Regions from separate parts of the Pan troglodytes genome. Here region 1 is linked to region 2. A link is a contact called in public Hi-C data. All regions are on one chromosome and are shown on one strand. Each heading gives the region's core, a stretch centred on a gene start, on an enhancer-like site or on the middle of the called end of the contact. The rest is flanking DNA. Distances are from core to core; before and after follow the strand shown. Region 1 has its middle 170 kb from the start of SLC28A3. Region 2 holds the start of RMI1 (RecQ mediated genome instability 1).

What was found. A called contact is a pair of places that touch in the nucleus more often than the background predicts.
Region 1: a Hi-C map of stem cell-derived neural progenitor cells shows a contact between it and region 2, with 2.0 times the contacts expected there. The contact joins the enhancer-like site here to the promoter of RMI1 in region 2. A contact is called at or near these places in 1 of 7 Hi-C or Micro-C datasets (stem cell-derived neural progenitor cells) and 1 of 1 datasets of contacts at active chromatin or transcription factors (stem cell-derived excitatory neurons).

Annotation. Positions count from the first base shown.
Region 1 is chr11:74,629,878-74,634,469 of NHGRI_mPanTro3-v2.0_pri, forward strand. No RefSeq gene overlaps it. Among named protein-coding and RNA genes, the nearest start is that of SLC28A3, 170 kb to the right of the region's middle. Within about 2 kb of position 3,199, at least 2 of the 24 cell types and tissues checked have an H3K27ac peak or open chromatin away from gene starts, as enhancers often do. A contact at or near this core is called in stem cell-derived neural progenitor cells, where this site is marked.
Region 2 is chr11:74,441,066-74,445,447 of NHGRI_mPanTro3-v2.0_pri, forward strand. RMI1 (RecQ mediated genome instability 1) reads left to right here and starts at 2,617. Exons shown (of 3, transcript XM_528338.8): 1 at 2,617-2,748. HNRNPK (heterogeneous nuclear ribonucleoprotein K) reads right to left here and starts at 2,597. Exons shown (of 16, transcript XM_063787819.1): 1 at 2,360-2,597; 2 at 225-304; 3 at 48-132. The coding sequence starts at 105.

The DNA of each region.
Region 1 (4,592 bases), core at 1,949-4,448, 190 kb after region 2:
CCTCCAGGCTATGGACCGGTGCCAGTCTGTGGCCTGTTAGGAACCTGGCTGCACAGCAGGAGGTGAGTGGTGGGCTAGTGAGCATTACCTCCCGAGCTCCACCTCCTGCCAGATCAGCAGCGGCATTAGATTTTCATGGGGGTGCGGACCCTATTGTGAACTGCACATGCGAGGGATCTAGGTTGTGTGCTCCTTATGAGAATCTAATGCTTGATGATCCAAGGTAGAACAGTTTCATCCCGAAACCATCCCCCAAACCTGTACATGGAAAAATTATCTTCCACGAAACTGGTCCTTCGTGCCAAAAAAGTTGGGGACTGCTGCCTTAAGGGAGGAACATATGGTGATGCAGAAGCCGCAGGTGTTGAACCTAAGATGCATATTCCTGGGCCCCATCTTTAGAGGTTCTGCTTCAGGAGAGCTGGGGTGGGTCAGGAATATGCATGAGGAACAAGCACCCTGGGTCCCTCCAGCGAAGGTGATCTAAGGAACTCACACTGAGAAATACACCCCAGAGGTGGTGGCGTTGTGGTGTGACACTTCAGAAGGAAAGTGCACTTACGTATCTAGATATCAATGAAACATGGGCAAAAATTGAAGGCATAAAGGGGATTTGGCAAAGATGAAAGTCTGATGACCCATTGAATTAAAAGTAAGAAGATTCATAAATGTCTTTCCAAGTTCTATAGGAACTTATTTTTATAATAGTCATGAAAAAAAAATAAAGGACTACGAAGTGACTTCTCACTGGCAGGGACTTGTTAGGAACGGGATGGGATCAGTTCCTTCCCAGCCAATCTCCTTATTTCTCCATCTTTGGGGGCTCTGTTGGCAGCACACGCCCTTCTCCTGAGCCTGGCAACAAAACCTCCAGGGATGTCACTAAGCAGGGCCTTTTTTAGAAGTTAAGTGAAGCCTGGACCACTTCTAATTTTCTGAGACTTTAAAAATGGAGAAAGCCAACACAAGGTTACCAAAATAGCAGTATATATAATATATATTGTTTGCATTTAAATATTTAGTGCCTTTAACACAAAAATTCAAGGTAATTTTGAATTCATCAAATAGTAAGATTTCTTTACAATAATAATTCATGATAGAAGATATAGTCCAGAAATGGAACAGAGCTTTAAAATTGTATGATGGGCCTAAAGTTCCAGCCCTGTTGGTGTATCTATCTCTAAATGTACATTAACATCATTTGGAGATGATGTCAAAGATCTAAATTTGAGATTCTTCCTGAGAGTGAAGTCTGAGCCAGACAGCTCTCCTAGTCTACACTAGAATAAACTCTGTTGTTAAATATAGTCATATGTCACTTCATGATGGGGATATGTGGTGCATAGTCAGGCGATTGTGTTGTTTAGGAGCATCGTAGAAAGAACTTACACAAACCTAGCTGGTAGAGCCTACTACACACCTAGGCTGTATGGTACAGCCTATTGCACCTAGGCTGCAAACCTGTACAGCATGTTACATACTGATTACTACAGGCACCTGTAACTCAATGGTTAAGTATTTGTATGTCTAAACACAGAAAAGATACAGTAAAAGTATGGTATAAAAGATAAAAAATGGTACACCTGTATAAGGCACTTATCATGCATGGAGCTTGCAGGACTGGAGGTTGCCCTGGGTGAGTCAGTGAGTGAGTGGTGAGTGAATGTGAAGGCCTAGGACATGACTGTGCATTACTATAGACTTTATAAACACTGGACATTTAGGTTACACTAAACTTATAAAAAATGATTTTCTTCAATAATATGTTAACTTTAGTTTGCTGTAACTTTTTTACTTTATAAACTTTAACATTTTTGGACTCTTTTGTAAGAACACTTAGTGTAAAACACAAATACATTGTACAGCTGTCCAAAAATGCTTTCTTTCTTTATATGCTTATTCTATAAGCTTTTTTCTATTAATATTGTTTCACTTTTTAAACTTCTTCATTAAGAATGAAGACACAAACACACACATTAGCCTAAGCCTACACAGGGTGAGGATCATCAATATCACTGTCTTCCACCTCCACATCTTGTCCCACTAGAAAACCTTCAGGGGCAAGAACATGCATGGAGCTGTCATTTCCTGTGATAACAATGCCTTCTTCCAGAATACCTCCTGAAGAAACTGCCTGAGACTGTTTTACAGTTAACATTTTTTTGTTTGTTTTTAAATATGACAGCTATGATGGCACTGGGCGATAGGAATGTTTCAGCTTCATTGTAATCTTATGGGACCACCCTTGTATATGCAGTTCATCCTTGCCTGAAACATCATGATGTGGCACGTGACTGTATTTCTACTCTTGTAGTTCTTTAAACTTGCAGGGAACTTTGCCGGCAATTTCTTGTTAACCATTAACCTATCATAAATGTTGAAGATAAAATATAATGTATTAATATGATTCAATTGAGATAAATTTCAAAAACAGGCAAAACTAGTAAATTGTGCTGGAAATCATCCTACTGATTAGCTTAGGGTGCTGGTATGGTTCTATTTCTTTATTCTGAGGGCTGGTTACATGATTTGCTTACAATTTGTGACCTTTTTTTTTTTTTTAATGTTACGTTTCAATACAAGTCTTACTTTAAGAATTTCGCTGAGTCTTTATGGTTCGTAGAAGTGCAGCCACTGCTACCTCAGCAATGCGTTAAATCAGAGGAGCCAGGTTGGATCAAGTGGTTTTTCTATCTCCAAGAATAGCCCTCATTGGCTGGGACACAGAATGCTCATTGGTGGACCCCTGCTAGTGTGTCCGGATGGCCTGGCACCACTGAAGAGGTAGGCCCATTAGGTTCTTGCTGGTGAATGTGGATGAGCACATGCAGTTTGTCACAAGCCCAAATATGCAAAGTCTCTGACAGAAAATCCCTGGTACGTGACTCCAGCCTGGGCAATGGCGGCGTCTCAGTGTCTCTGCAGTTACTCATTCACTGAGGGGGTGTGTGTGCATATTTGTGTGTGTGTGTGTGTGTGTGTTCTTCTCACCCTCCCCAACATTGTTGTCCCTGGAGCTTCTGTGAGTGACAGGACAGAATGAAACAGGGCCTTGTTGAGAGGTGGAAAGCCTGCCAGCTGGCCCTATGGTCTGCTTGGCCCCCAGGAGGTCGTTCCTGACACCTGGTCCCATATGGCAGTGCATGCTTCAGGACATGAGCCAAGCAGTCCCTCCGAGTAACAGAAACACATTCCTAACTCTGTGGTCAGACCAACAGGAGGCAGGGAGGCGGGGTGGAGAGCCTGGGCCCGGAAGTTCAGTGCGTGCTGTCAGTACTGCTCTCTTTATCCCTCAGAGCCCTTCCTTCCTTGTGAACAGAAGTCCAGGCATCTCAAAGGTCTCTTCCAGTGTCTGTGATCTTACAATAATGAAAACAAACTTCTTGTTGAGTTTTAGAAGTTCACCAAATTCTTTCCTCAAATCCACTCAGCCCCACTTCTGGCCTCCCTATCGTACATCTGTTTATCTGTCATGATCTAGATCAAATCCGGCTCCCCAGATGAAGTCTCCCTGAGAGAATGTCAATGATCTGCCGTACTTGTCGTCTAATTTATATTTTGTTACTTTTATCTATGTCTTAAAAATCCACTTGAGATTGCAAACTCCTTGATGAAAATGGCAGCAGCAGCAGCATCTTTGCAACCTCTGTAGAAAGGATCCCCAAATGTGGGTTGACTGACCTGCAATGATAGCCTGCATCCAAATAACACAGGGTATTTAACAGTTCGGATTTCCACGTGCAACCCCTGGAGATTCTGATTAGAGATCTAGGATGGGATCGAGGGATCTATCTTTAAATAGCATCTGCGGGGTTTCCCACACAAAGCCTGCTCAGAGAGCTCCTCCACCACCTCCTTTATATGGTGATTTGATTAAGTGCCCAATATATATAGGCCGAATGAGTAGAGGAATTTAATTTATCACATCTTTTTTTAGTCATCCTAAAATTTTCCAGAGTTCACAAAGATGTAGCACATAAATCAAGATTGTGACATTTAATGAAAACAATGTCATTGAGTTGTTCCAACAGCATTTTCTAATATTTAGAAATGTTTTGTGCCATGAAGGTAAGATATAAGATTTTATTTCTTGAATTAGTTTTTGGTGTTTGAGTTGAAATGGGCAAACTTTCTTGTGAAGACTTTTGCAGCACTTAATTCTCCTCTCTACCAAGTTCTTTGATGTCTTCCTCCTGTCCCACCTGCCTTCCACTTATAATTTCTGCCAATTTAAGAGAAGTATAAGCTCTTTCCCCTTTTTCTCTTCTTCCGTCAGAATCTGCTATATCTCTTACTCTCTATTTATTCCTCTATCCATTCATTTAATAAATGTTGACTGAGGACTGCTGTGTACCAGGCACAACATTAAATTCTGGGAATGCGACAGTGAACAGAACAGCCTTGGCTTCTGCCCCTGTGGGATTTACGCTCTCAGTGGGGAAGGCAAATGTGATATAAATAATTACAAATATTAGCTAGAGCCTTTCGGCTTTATCTCATTTGTTAAGCTAATGACATCTAAACTGTTGGCTGCTAATGACTTAACATCTTATTCTTCCCAGATAACATTTCCCGCAAAAAGACTTTAGCAC
Region 2 (4,382 bases), core at 1,367-3,866:
TATTAACAGGATAAAAAAATACTGTTAAAACTAAAATTTCTTCTCACCAAATTCACCATTGGTTTCAGTGTTAGGGAAGGTTTCTTCTGGCTGTTCAGTTTCCATATTCTTTTATTAAACGGGCACACCAATCTGTGGAAAAATAAAGCAGCTAGTACATTTGGCTTATTGGAAAGCAAGCTGTTTAAAAAAAAAAAAAAAAAGACATTGCTTCTAGAACGTACCAGTTATTATATATCCTTGCAGAGCAGAACTGAAGCGTTCTGGGTCGGACCAACAACTGACACCCCAGTGCTGCAGTAGCCTATAAGAACCAACACAAATCAGTTTTGCTTTTGTTTATTCTTATTACTGAATATTTGTTTCCGATCACAGTGAACACTGATTTGAACCCAAAAAACCAGCTGTTTCTAAAACTTGATTCTTCATTTTAGGGTTTCACAATTCAAATGACTGCCTAAAAAATACAAAATTCAAGGGAGCCCGGTTTCATTTTTTGCTAAGTTAGAACAATAACTTTTAGCCACTGGATTAAGTCCCACCACAGCAATGAATTGTTTTAATAAGGCACATTCCCAAAAGCCTGAAAAGATAAATGTCATCCACAAAGCATACATTTATGAAAAGTTACAATGCATCTTATTCACTGGAAAAACTAATTTTATATTATAACTTCCAATTGCTTTCCTATTTCTTTCGACTCATGCTTGAAGCGATCCTATGTGACATCTCTAAAGTTTACAAATACAACGGCAATTGCGAACACATCCAACAACCACAACAATCTACCGGAGGGATAAATCCAAAAATCTAATATAGGACCAGACCCAAACTACCATAATACCAGTCTATTATTAATCAGCGAAACAAATGGAGCCCTTGAAAACTAACAGTCACTAGCGGATTATTTTAAATTAGGCTTAAGGGAGTACAACACAACAATCATGCTTGTAACACGAAAACTAAAGTGTCTACGTGCCAAAACGGTCGATAGGACTACAAACAGCCTTTTTAAGCTTCCCTCTTGTCGGGACTAGGAGTTGACAAGCGGCCTCTACTAGAAGGTTGGCTAGACAGCAAAGAGCCAACAAGCGAGGCACATTTATGCCTCCCATTCTCCCATACCGTCGGTCGACTTATTGCTCTCCTAACGACAACTGAAACGACATCCTTCCGGCCCAGCACGCAATTTCTGAGGTGTGGTGGGAGAAGATGTGGATAAGAAAGTTTAAGCAAAAACAGCAGGGCTTATCTGTAAGAATAACGTTGCCGCCTGCCGTTCACCCTTCGGGTCCTGCAGTCACTAGTCCCCAGGCCTCAAAAATCCGCTAAGTATGTGCTCGACTGGCCGAGCGCCAACGCGCCCTCCCCTCCCCGCCTCCCGGTACCGAGATCAGAAACAGCCGGGTAACAGGACGGGAAAAAGCGAAAGTCGACAGCAGAAGCACCGCACCTCTCCTCACCCGGATCCGACAGGAAATGGCGGCCCGCGTAATGGCGACTACGTGCTACTAGGCGGAGCCGAGCGCCGACCCCCTCCCCCACCCACCACGCGGTCCCGAGGTCTCATCCCCCGCATCCTCCCCCCACTGCCCGAGACAAAGCCATCGAGGCAGCCCTGACCTTTCCATCCCCGCCGCTCCAGCTCCGACCCCGGGCCGGGAGACCCAAGGTGAGGCGGGGCTCACACAAAGAGAGCGGCGGCGCAACCTTCTCCCCGCACCGGCCTCCTTTCCTCCACGAGGTTCCTAGTTCCCAGTGCCACATAGCTCCAGCTCATCCTAGAGGCACATGCCTCACGAATCCCCAAGTCTCTAGGACCACAACGCGGACTGCGGATACACGCTCAGGGAAATGGCGGAGGTGGGGGAGGGGACAGACACCGGGCAACGTTCCCACTCGGAGAAGCGGCCAAACACCAAAGCGGCTCCCAGGACGCCTCCCTCAAGCGGAAAAACTGGGCTCCGACCCTCACCTCCGCGAGCCGCTCCCCCAACCCGGCTCCTCACCGCGCGAGACTGCCGTCCCTCCGCTGCCGCGCCGCCTCAGCCGGTCGGAGCTAGACAGAAAACGAGCGCAGGCTCCCCTCCCCCGCCTTCTCGCGTCCTCCCCGCCGTCGCGCCCTATTGGCTGCCAGGGCTTCAGCGATGGTGCGAGGGCGAAGCGATTGGCCCGAGGCCACGTCAATCAAGGCGACGGAGGAGGCGGCAACCCCGCCTCCCGCCAGCGCCTCCCTTCGGGCTGGGAGGCCACTAAGGGCTCGAGAAAACCCGGGCTTGGGAAAAGTCAACGCAGCCTTTCAGGGAGCCCCAACCCTTACCCGAATCAGCAATACCCAAGCTCCAATAACTCCAATTACCTATAGGCCGCGAACAAGTGGGACACAGGCAAGACGTCGAGGTCGGTGCAGCAGAGAAACAGAGGATAATGGCGTCTGCAGTGCTGTCGCCTGGAGCGCCCTCCTCCTTTCTCGTTCGCGCACTCACTAGCTGGGGGGAGGGGCGGCTAGGGGGCGAACCTCTCGCGAGATCTAACAACTGCCTAGTTCACGCGCACAGGGAGGGGGCGGGGAAGGGGCGTTTTCCAGCCCCGAAGGAGTCTTTTGGGGTTGGAGGAGGGGCGCGAGCGCGCGGCAAATCAGGCGGGAAGAGGCAAAAAGGGATCTGGGAGCGCGCCGCGGCGGTTCCTGTCCTTACAGTTGCGCTGCCCAGGGACCGATGTTGCGCGAGGAAAATGCGGGACGCCCAGGTCGGTGCTCGGCCCAGACTTATGCCCTTGTTTTCACAGCCCACACTCGTGCCCGAAGCCCCTTACCCCGCCCCGGGCTGTGGTCTGTGGGCTGCGGGACGAGCTGCGGCGCGGTAAGTGTGGGCCGTCTGCGTCCGCTGGGCCGGGCCCACGCTTCGGAAATCCGCTGTTTGTAATGGTCCGGGGCGCCCGTCAGTCAAGGCCGGGCCCGGGGGCGCAGCTGGCGGTTCTCGGCCTGCCTTGCGCCGGAGCGGGAGCCGGGGAAACGCGGGGCGAGCCTGGGAGTACTGGAGAACTTCTCGCCGAGAGGGCACAGGCGGTTTCACAGGGCTCTCGGTTCTGAGACTTTCCTCTTGGGTAATGGGACCTGAGATGGAAGTATTTTGTAGTGTCGTCGCTATAGTTTATTCCGATAAAATTTTTAGGCAATATATATTGCCCTTGTCTCCTAAAATGAATGCGTATCGCTGAATACGTTGCAGACCTCCACGTTCCATTCAAAGCGCCTGCCTTGTGGCAGTGATGAAAACAGACAAAAACCCTTGCCCTCAAACGTGCTCCTGTTCTAGCGGGTTCAGCGCACACTTGCATTGTATTCGGTTCCTTACTTCTAAGGCTCCTGTGCCAAGTTTTCATGACTTCCTTTGTTAAGGCACATAAGGTCACTTTCAATCGGTGACAGCCCTGGGAAATCTCCAGCCCTGGTAGTACCCGCTTTCCACATCCTTACTCGTCAACCTTCCAGCCTCCGCCCACAATCCCAAACTCATTTTGAAGCATAAAGATGTCATAATCTGCACATAAAGCGAAATCCACCATTGGCCGAATACATGCATATATTTTAGTGTTGATGAATTTGTGCTGATTCATTCCTGTTATAATGTTTCCTTCTTGGGTAATTTGCAAAACATATATACCAGCATTCTTTTAAATGGCCATGATTGCATCCACCCAGCATCTTTTACTTGACTGATTAGAGGAAAACTCTTGTTAGGGCGCACTGAGGATTTCATGACAAACACCAGTATTTACATTCTGGGAGGATACGTTAATACATGCTGTTAGAACATAATGTCCGGGATTGTGGAGTTTATAAAAGTTCTCTTTAAGTGATGATATAATTTTTTAAATGGTCCCCACCATGAAGAGTGTATAGTCTTGTTGGGTAGGTAAAACTTAACTCGCATTTCAGTTCTAAAACACAAAGTTCAGAATTTTATTAAATATTCAAAACTGATGAGTTTATGTAGGGGCTTAGGATACTTGGATTATAGAGATTTAATCCGCCAGTTAGTATTTGCAACATTTAATTGAGTTTGTCATTTAAAACCTGAGACATGTCACTGACACTAATATGCACAAATAGCGGTACGGTAATGATGATGCTCTGCTTTCTTTCAAGTTAGTATTTATGTTGCAGTCATCATTTTCTTGATAAGGAATGATGAGTGGGAATCACAAGTAAGCAGCCCTATATAAGAACCTCTTCCGGCCGGGCACGGTGGCTCACGCCTGTAATCCCAGCACTTTGGGAGGCCGAGGCGGGCGGACCACAAGGTCAGGAGATCGAGACCATCCTGGCTAACATTGTGAAACCCCGTCTCTACTAAAAAGACACACACACAAAAAATTAG